Linked DNA regions of Macaca mulatta: regions 2 and 3 are each linked to region 1. The links are chromatin contacts, called in public Hi-C maps. All regions are on one chromosome and are shown on one strand. The core of a region is the stretch at or near the end of the contact, and the rest is flanking DNA. Distances in the headings are between cores, read along the strand shown. Region 1 holds the start of IGSF8 (immunoglobulin superfamily member 8). Region 2 holds the start of DCAF8 (DDB1 and CUL4 associated factor 8). Region 3 holds the start of PEX19 (peroxisomal biogenesis factor 19).

The links. Hi-C and Micro-C count contacts between places; a contact is called where the count stands out from the background.
Region 2: a contact with region 1 is called in a Hi-C map of fetal cortical plate, with 2.9 times the contacts expected there. The contact joins the promoter of DCAF8 here to the promoter of IGSF8 in region 1. A contact is called at or near these places in 3 of 14 Hi-C or Micro-C datasets (fetal cortex germinal zone, fetal cortical plate and liver).
Region 3: a contact with region 1 is called in a Hi-C map of fetal cortex germinal zone, with 2.4 times the contacts expected there. The contact joins the promoter of PEX19 here to the promoter of IGSF8 in region 1. A contact is called at or near these places in 5 of 14 Hi-C or Micro-C datasets (CD4 T cells, cortical neurons, fetal cortex germinal zone and 2 more).

What each region holds. Positions count from the first base shown.
Region 1 is chr1:106,786,342-106,789,041 of T2T-MMU8v2.0, reverse strand. IGSF8 (immunoglobulin superfamily member 8) reads right to left here and starts at 1,371. Exons shown (of 7, transcript XM_077940637.1): 1 at 1,116-1,371. It also overlaps a transcript of ATP1A2 not described here.
Region 2 is chr1:106,624,185-106,626,884 of T2T-MMU8v2.0, reverse strand. It overlaps DCAF8 (DDB1 and CUL4 associated factor 8), which reads right to left and starts at 1,384. Exons shown (of 13, transcript XM_077940826.1): 1 at 1,284-1,384; 2 at 126-241. LOC144330274 (a long non-coding RNA gene) reads left to right here and starts at 586. Exons shown (of 2, transcript XR_013396302.1): 1 at 586-759; 2 at 1,236-1,629.
Region 3 is chr1:106,602,401-106,605,184 of T2T-MMU8v2.0, reverse strand. PEX19 (peroxisomal biogenesis factor 19) reads right to left here and starts at 1,511. Exons shown (of 8, transcript XM_077941069.1): 1 at 1,425-1,511; 2 at 1-10. The coding sequence starts at 1,494. LOC114670148 (a long non-coding RNA gene) reads left to right here and starts at 735. Exons shown (of 3, transcript XR_003719637.2): 1 at 735-1,225; 2 at 2,667-2,711.

The sequences.
Region 1 (2,700 bases), core at 122-2,621:
CCCTGCTCCATGCTGCCCGCTGGGGAAAACACAGCAAGTGCTAGGCAACCCAGGTCCCACAGAGCCTTCCTCTCTGTACATCCTCCTGCCACCTGCCCAGGGACCAAGGAGAGGACTCATCCTAGCCCTGCAGGGCCCAGGGACCTGCAGCAGGGGAAGGCTTTGCTTGGTGCCACTGTGGAGCCCTGGTCTAGAAACAGGCAGCTGGGGCTACCTTCAGCCTCTGCCTTGACAACAGCAGCTCTGAAGTCACCATCCCCACCTCCACGCTTCACTCTCATTTCAAGGGCTTCAGCCTCATCAACATCTGTACTGGCAGTTTCACTTCTCCACGCCATACTCTTCCCCAGACCACCTCCTACAGGCAGCCTTCCAGTTCAGGCCAAAAACAATTCCACTGTCATTACCCCCAGGCATCCATGCAAGATTAGCCCAGAACAACCCACCATGAACACCCACCACAGCAGGCACAAGGTGCTTTGAGATCCCAGGATCAGTCTCCATGGAACCTGGTTTCTCCTGAGGCAAGGAAGCTGGAACTAAGCGGGTGTGAAAACTGATGGGTGGCTGCAGAGCCAAGTGCCATTTGGGAGAGAGGAAGAAGGGCAAAGAGGGACCCAACCTGGGATGGAGATGGGGGTGAGAGAGAGAACTGCCCCCAGTTGATGAAGTGTGTGGAGCGCAATTGGGAGAGACTTACTTCAAAGATCGTGGGCAGAACTGGCCTCTGGGCCTCCAGCCAACTCTAGGGCAATTATGAAGCTGGGCAGGCACTGCCCACGCAGGGCGGGCACCCAAGGCCAGGCCTGGAGCTGAGTGTGGGGCAGAAAGGAGTCGCAGCATTTGGTGCAGCGACCCCAGGACGTGGGTATGCTAGCTGAGAAGTGGGGCCTGCCCCAGGAGGCCAAGCAGTGCCTGGGGCAGCACTTTAGTGGGTCCTCCCTGTGCCCCACTCCCTGACTTAGAGCTGGGGAGCCTGCACTCTTCCCAAGACTGGCTCGGCGGGCAGCCACAAAGCGCAGCTGGCCGCCGACCCCGGGGAGGCTGGAGGTACCCCTGACGGAGGAGGATGTGAGGAGCCCCGAAATGCTCGGGAGGTGCTGGGTGGCAGGCACCTGCCCGGCGGGGCCGGGAACCGGAACGGGGGCCTGACTTACCTAGTATTAGCAGCAGCAGCAGCAGCGGCGGCGACGGCGGCAGCAGCGTGGGCCTGAGGGCGCCCATCCTGCGCGGCCAGCTCTGGGGAGGCTCCGGGGGATGGCGCGGGTTCTGGGGGACCGGTGGGGTGGGGGGCGCATGCCCAGGTGGGGGGCAGGAAGCTGGGCAGCGAGGCGTGGGTGCGCCGAGCGAGCTGAGCTGGAGCTGCCGAATCCCCTCCCTCCGCCCCTCCCCCCGCCCCTCCCCTTGCTTTCCCTCCAGCCCTCGGCAGTTCTGAGACCATTCTAGCCCCAGCCCGCCCCGGCACCGCCCCTTCCTCCGCCCCGTCTAAGCCCGCCCCGCCCCGGACCCAGCCCTGGCCCGGCCCGCCCCACCCCGCCAGACTCAGTTCTTCGCTCCGCACTTGGCTCCGGCCCCGCCCTGACCCTCGAAACTCACCTTTGCTTCGCACCGAGTCCCAGCCCCGCCCCGGTCCCGCCCCTCCCCGCCCCTCCCCGCCCCTCCCCGCCCCTCCCCGTCCCGTCCCGTCCCGCAAGACTCCAGCCCTGGCTCCGCCCCGGGTCTCGGCCCAGCCCCAGTTCCGGCCCCTCCCTCGCCCCGCCCCACCAGGACTACAGTAGGACTACAATCTTGGCTCCGCCCCGGGACCCGGCCCCGCCCCAGTCCCAAGCCCCACCCCTTCCCAGTCCCCCCAGGGCTAACGTCAGCCTCCAAACCTGACTCCGCCATGGACCCCGGTCTCGCCCCGCCCCTGGCCCTGGCTCCGCCCGAGGCCCCGGCAAGAGTGAGCTAATTGCACCTCGGCGCATCGAAATTCCCACCCACCCTCGTACAGAGCGCACCCCACCCCGCACCTGCCAGCCTTTCCTGGAGAATTGGGTGCAGGGGCCCTGGGATTGGCTGTGGCCACGCATTTAGAATTCAGTTATTTTCTCTGAGCCATAGTCCTCGCTGCAAACCCTGTTGAAGTAGGGGTTGGCAGAACCCAGGAGTTCCTAAAGGCGAAGGGTTTGAGCTGAAGGGCGCTTCCAGGATCCACAAGGTCACTGGAGACCTGTTTTTCACCCCCTCAGAGGGCAAAACCAAAAGAAAAATGGATTGGGAGAGGCGGCCGTCCATGTGACGTCATTTCTGGGTTGGGTGATCCTAGCCCAGTTGTTTAACCTCCTTCAACTTCAGTTTTCTCCTCTGCAAATTGAATTGAGGTTGATCACACCACCCAAAGGGGATGATAGGTAATGTACATAAAGTGTTTGGCACAGGAAACTAACACGAAATGGGAGATAACGAAGGATTATTTTGTTTTAGTTTTTGAATTATTATTTGAACTGCTTCCTAAGAGGCTTAATTTAGACCTAGTTTAGACCTGGCGTTTAGGTGAAGGAGTGTCTATGTTCAGTGACAGTGGGAAGAGATGAACATTGTTCTGGGAAGAGTGGGGCTTGCCCTGGAGGTGGGAGAATGGAGGAGGCACCCTTCCCAGGTGTTCTGTCTCTTCCTGAACTGTAAAGATGGGGAGTGGGGAAGGGCAGGAAGGATGAG
Region 2 (2,700 bases), core at 135-2,634, 160 kb after region 1:
CCAAGAACAACACCCAAACTCTTTGGGAAACTGGTAGGAATTTTATGACTGTAGTGGTCAGCAGTTGAGCATCAGGGTAGTCTGTCTTGAACTCAAGAATTTTAATGCCTCCAACTCCCACTCACCTTTCCTCCTTTTATCACTGAAGTAAGGCCAGGTTGAGCTCCTGAGAAAATAGGTCTGTCGATTCACTGAAGGACTGAGAAAAGTTAAAATTTACATGGCAAAGGTGTGTCTTCTACTGAACATAATAAAAATATTTATGAATACACTTCAGTATGTTTAGGCCTTCTCAAAACTATTTAAAAGCAGAATAATTTATCTAATTCTAATTACTGAATAACCCACACGCATATGGAAATAAAATGAACCAACATGAAGATTAGAAGCCAGGCAAGTAATCTCCCAGCTCCACTAAAACGTAAAGTCATTTAAAAGGATAACCTGAATCTTTTTAACGCTAAACCATAACCAAACAACCTCTCAACAAGAAGCCACAGAGCAGAGGGGGAAATCCCGGAGAGAATGTGATAGCGCTAGTGCCGGTTTGTTTACAGAGACTCCAGTAACAATCATGAGTCAGAAATTCAAGCCACCAGATGCTTTCCAACTAACAGGGACCAAATGGGACCGTTCTAAGATATCCTAAAAGATTTGGGAGTTAGAGGAGGTAAACTAAGAGAATTATAACACAAAGGGTACAAGACCACAAGGCAACAACCGACTCCGGGATTCTTGGACCTCCGCCTTCCGTACAAAGTGCTGGGCCTGGGAACTTGGGATGGGGGAGGGGGACCCATTGCGCGGTGGCCCTGAGGTGAGGGGGAGACGCAGGGCGAGCCATGTCCCTCAATCTAAGGGGAGAAATAGGAGCGCACAAATGGGTCACCCAACGAAGCAAGGCGTCCCTGTGAACTGTGGGGCTGGCTCTTGGGGGCAACCCCAGGGCTGACCTGAGGAAAGGACAACCAGTATTCCCGGCGATGACTTCGGGTCGGCGGAAGGAAAAGACCTGAGCGCTAAGAGCTTGGGAAAGGGGTCAGGCCCATCCTTAAGGGAAACCGGCTGGGGAGCGGAGAGGGGGCAGGCCGAGCCGGAACGAGACACAGACCGGGTAAGGTCAAGGGGGGGGGTGTCCGGCTGGGGCAGTTACAAGCACGGGAATCGGCGAGGCTCAGCAGCCCGCTTCCCGTCTTGGGTCATCCTTCTGCTAGCGGCTGCTCCGACTGTTCCAGGCCCAGCCGCCCCGTCCACTGCCACCACCAACGCCGCCGCCATCTTACACTGGCCAGCGGCCGCCACCACCACCGCCTCCGCTCTCTGCGCTTGCGCCTGCGCTGCCACGCTTTCCGGCCCCGTTTGCGACGATGTGCTCGAGAAGACTGAGGGAAGAGTGGTCGCGCGAGCTCACGGCTCGCAACCCTCCTCGAAGGACGCACAAGGGGCGGGGCTTAAGACCAACGGAAAACAGAGGGAGGGGCGCGTGCGCATTACCGAAGAGGCAAAGTTGTTTTTGTAGTTTCTTTGGGCTTGCTTTTCTTGTGATACTCAAAACAAATGCGAGTTAGGGGCTTCCCAGAGTTGTGATAGAAATAAACTAAATTGCCAGGCTACCTCCTGGATGATGGCCAATTTTGCCGTTTTTGAATACTGGGAACGAGCAATGATTGCCACAAGGATTTTTCTGAAAATACCCGTTTCCTTTCAGGACTTCGTTTCCTTAAGTGGTTTCTATACTATCGAGGCCCATTTTCCCCTCAGAGTCTCCATTTACGTATTCTTAAAGAAGGGGCTCAGTAGCTTGAGGTGTAGCTATTCCAGAGGCTCTTTTCTGAAGAGGGGTGGTGTGGTAAAAGTTCCCATATCGGGTGATATGGGGTGACTGTTGTACCCTGTTTCGTTATGACGCCTACAGGAACCGTGCAGAGGATTAATCCCAGCTGCCAAGCTGGGGAATTTTTTTTTTTCCAACCAGAAGGCCAGGGTGCAAAAATCTGACCCTTTCTCACCTCCCCTACCGCTACTCTCCTAGTCCAAGTCATTATATATTACTTAAGACTACCGCAATAGAAACTTACCTCGTTTGTCTACTTCCATTATTGCCATTGCAATTAAACATAAGGCAGCCAGAGTGATTTTTTTAAATGTAAGGTCTGGCCGGGCGCGGTGGCTTATGCCTGTAATCCCAGCACTTTGGGAGGCGGATGTGGGCGGATGCGGATCACTTGAGGTCAGGAGCTCAAAACCAGGCCAACATGGTGAAACCCGTCTCTACTAAAATTACAAAAAAAAAAAAAAAAAATTACCCGGCGTGGTGGAGCGTGCCTGCAATCCCAGCTACTTGGGAGGCTGAGGCAGGAGAATCGCTTGAACCCGGAGGTGGAGGTTGCAGTGAGCTGAGATCGCACCACTGCACTCCAGCCTGGGTGATGGAATGAGACTCCATCTCAAAAAAAAAGTAAGGTCGTATTATTTCCCCAGTCCCCACCTTGTTCAAAACCTCCAGTAGCTTCCCATCACATAATAAAAGTCAAAAGTATGATAGCCTTAGAGGCCATCAAAAAATCAGTTGCCTCTAAGAAGGGCCCTACATGATCTGATCTAGCACCTGCCTATTTATCTGATTCATCTCCTCCCGCACTGCCTAGCTCTGTTCTAGCCTCACTAGCCTTACTGTCACTCCAATCAAAGCATGTCCCA
Region 3 (2,784 bases), core at 262-2,761, 180 kb after region 1:
TCAAGAGCACCTTCAGAGACAAGAGACATGGTGTGTGTGTTGGCGACAGATGAGGATGCAAGCAAGGCTGGGTGGTTTCTGGGCAAAGCATTAGGAATATGATTTTTCAAATTGCCAACTTTCCTCAATTTTCCGCCTTGAGGCCCCCACCTCCCCAGACCACCCTCAATGAGCCTCCTACTTCCTTCCAGATTACCTAATTTATTGTGAGCAAAGGCAAGAAATCCCTGACGGTGGAACAAGTATCCATCTCAGAGCTGGGAGGAGAGGATTAAAAATTTCTGCAGAGACATCTCCATCTATAGTGTCTCCCTTGCCACAACCTAATGATTCCCTAGAAATCCCATACAAATAAATACCCAACAGGAGTAGAGAACACAGATGTCCTCATCCCTCTGAACTCACTCTGGAGCTCTAAAAGGAATAACTTGGTGAGAAGGCACATGACATCCCACCCAGCTTCCTGTTGGTACTGGTACCAGCACAGACTGAGGGACCACATACTACATTCCATGGTAAGGCATTAAACTATCTTCTCTTATTCTCCAGTTTAGTGCTCTCCCACAACCTCCTAGAGCTCCTTTTGGTCTGATCTTTGCAGATAACCGTAGGCTAATTTACAGTCACTTGGCACTCCTCAGCGTTTCTGTTCATTCTTCTGCCTGCCCACATCTCTGTGATTGAGCAAGAGATTACAAATTCACCTCTGCCCTGAAAAGCCTGTGTCCTCACCACCATTCTGCTTGCCAGGCCCAGGGAGAGAGCACTGGCCCCACTCTGGGCAGGAAGCCAACAGGGGAGTGGACAGTAATGCTAAGAAAACATCCACCGTCTTTCAGGAGGGTGAACTGCTTTCCCCTGAAATCGCCACATCCTCAGTTTCTCAAAATAAGGGAAAGGAGTCCGCTTGAGCTACTAACAAGATGAAAGAACTGTTAAGGGGCCTAACGAGAGAAAGAGAAAAGGACTACGAGGAAAAAAGTGTCTTTCATGTCAAGGAAGGCAGGACGAGGCGCAGCAGCATGGGCCACGAGCTTGCTAGGAGTTAATGTAAGCAATCAGTGAGTGCGTGGTTCGCTACCCAACAAGAACCAAATGCTGCTGCTGCTGCTGCTGAAGTCGGACTTTAAGAACTTAGTAACCTAAAGAAAGAGGAGTTTGGAGAGGTATCATGAAACGCCGTCCTGCGGAAACATCCACAATCTGGACCACTGGGGGACCCCAGGTGAGTTCCCCAGCTCCAGTCGCGGAGGTGGGGCAGGATGACCCAGAGATTTTTGGGGGGCTCGCGGTCAGACTCTCCGCCCCCATTTAACCTTTGGAGATCCTCTCCCGCCCTGTCCCTAATATCTCAGGTTCACTTAACGCCCGGAATGGGTCCTCACAACTGCCCTCTTCGGGCCTTTCCCACTATGGGCTCTTACTTTCCAGAAGCTCCTCCAATTCCCTGTCTGCTTCTGCCCCGACACCACAGTCTTCCTCAGCGGCCGCCATCTTGCTACCTCCGACTTGCCGTAGGAGGCGGGACCCCTCGGCGCCGCCACGCCCTCCACCCCTTCGTTCCTGCCCTCTTCTGCCTCGGGCAACCAATGGTATTGTTGGCCAGTGCGGAACCGCCATTTTTAAAGGGCCAGGAAGCTTTGAGTTTCTGTTTTGGGTATTTTTCCCCTTTCGCCTGTGAAACACAGAATTAAGGATAAGATAGTGTTATTTTCTGCCTGGTTTTAGAGGCCCGGACTCCTTTCAACTTCCCAAATTACCTGGCGAAGCTCTTTCATTATTTCTTCCTGAGCTATGAGTAGGCTAGATTGAGACAAACTGCCTACAAATAACCAGAATCTATACATATATGATTGATATGACAATTATGGTACATAACATACTACTTTCTCTCACTTCTTTTGTTGAGACGGAGTCTCGCTCTGTCGCCTAGGCTGGAATGCAGTGGCGCTATCTTGGCTCACTGCAGCCTTGGCCTCCTGGGTTCAAGCGATTCTCCTGCCTCAGCCTCCCGTGTAGCTGGGATTACAGGCATGCACCACCACATCCGGCTAATTTTTGTATTTTTAGTAGAGACGGGGTTTTACCTTGTTGGCCAGTCTGGGTAGCCAGGCTGGTCTCGAACTACTGACCTCAGGTGATCCACCCACCTCAGCCTCCCAAAGTGCTGGGATTACAGGCGTGAGCCACTGCGCCCGGCTTCACTTCATTATTTCATTCAAATGTTATCTTCTCTGAAACACTTTACTTGGCCATTCCTTTTCTTCTTAACACTGAACACTATCTGACATATTATCTACCGTGCTTGTTTATTCTCCGCTTCCCACCGTGCAGAATTTAAACACTATGAAGGCGAAGATTTTCGTCTGTTGTCTTCGCTGCTGTAAAGCCCAACTCCTAGGCTAGGGTTTAAAACTTAGTAGGCACTCATTGGCCACTCTTTGCTCTTGCAGTCCCTAATCAGGCACATCTGTCTGCCCAATCTAGTGGCATCTCTCATTTCCTATTCTCTATTAGAACTGTTTGATTAAAGGACACAGGGCCAGGAACTTAGAACTCAATGTTAGAAAGAGAGCATCTGGGACCTTGGACTGAGCAGGGCAATTAGAATGTAGTAGTTAGTAATAGACTTGCTTTCCCTGACCAATCTCCTTTTCTCCACACAGAACCCAACCTCCAACTGAGTGAACACCGGGGATGCTCAGATAGAGGTAACTCTAGACGTCCCTTTCCTCCTTTGGAATTGTTCTATTCAGATCTGTAAGAATGTAGCAACTGTTTCAC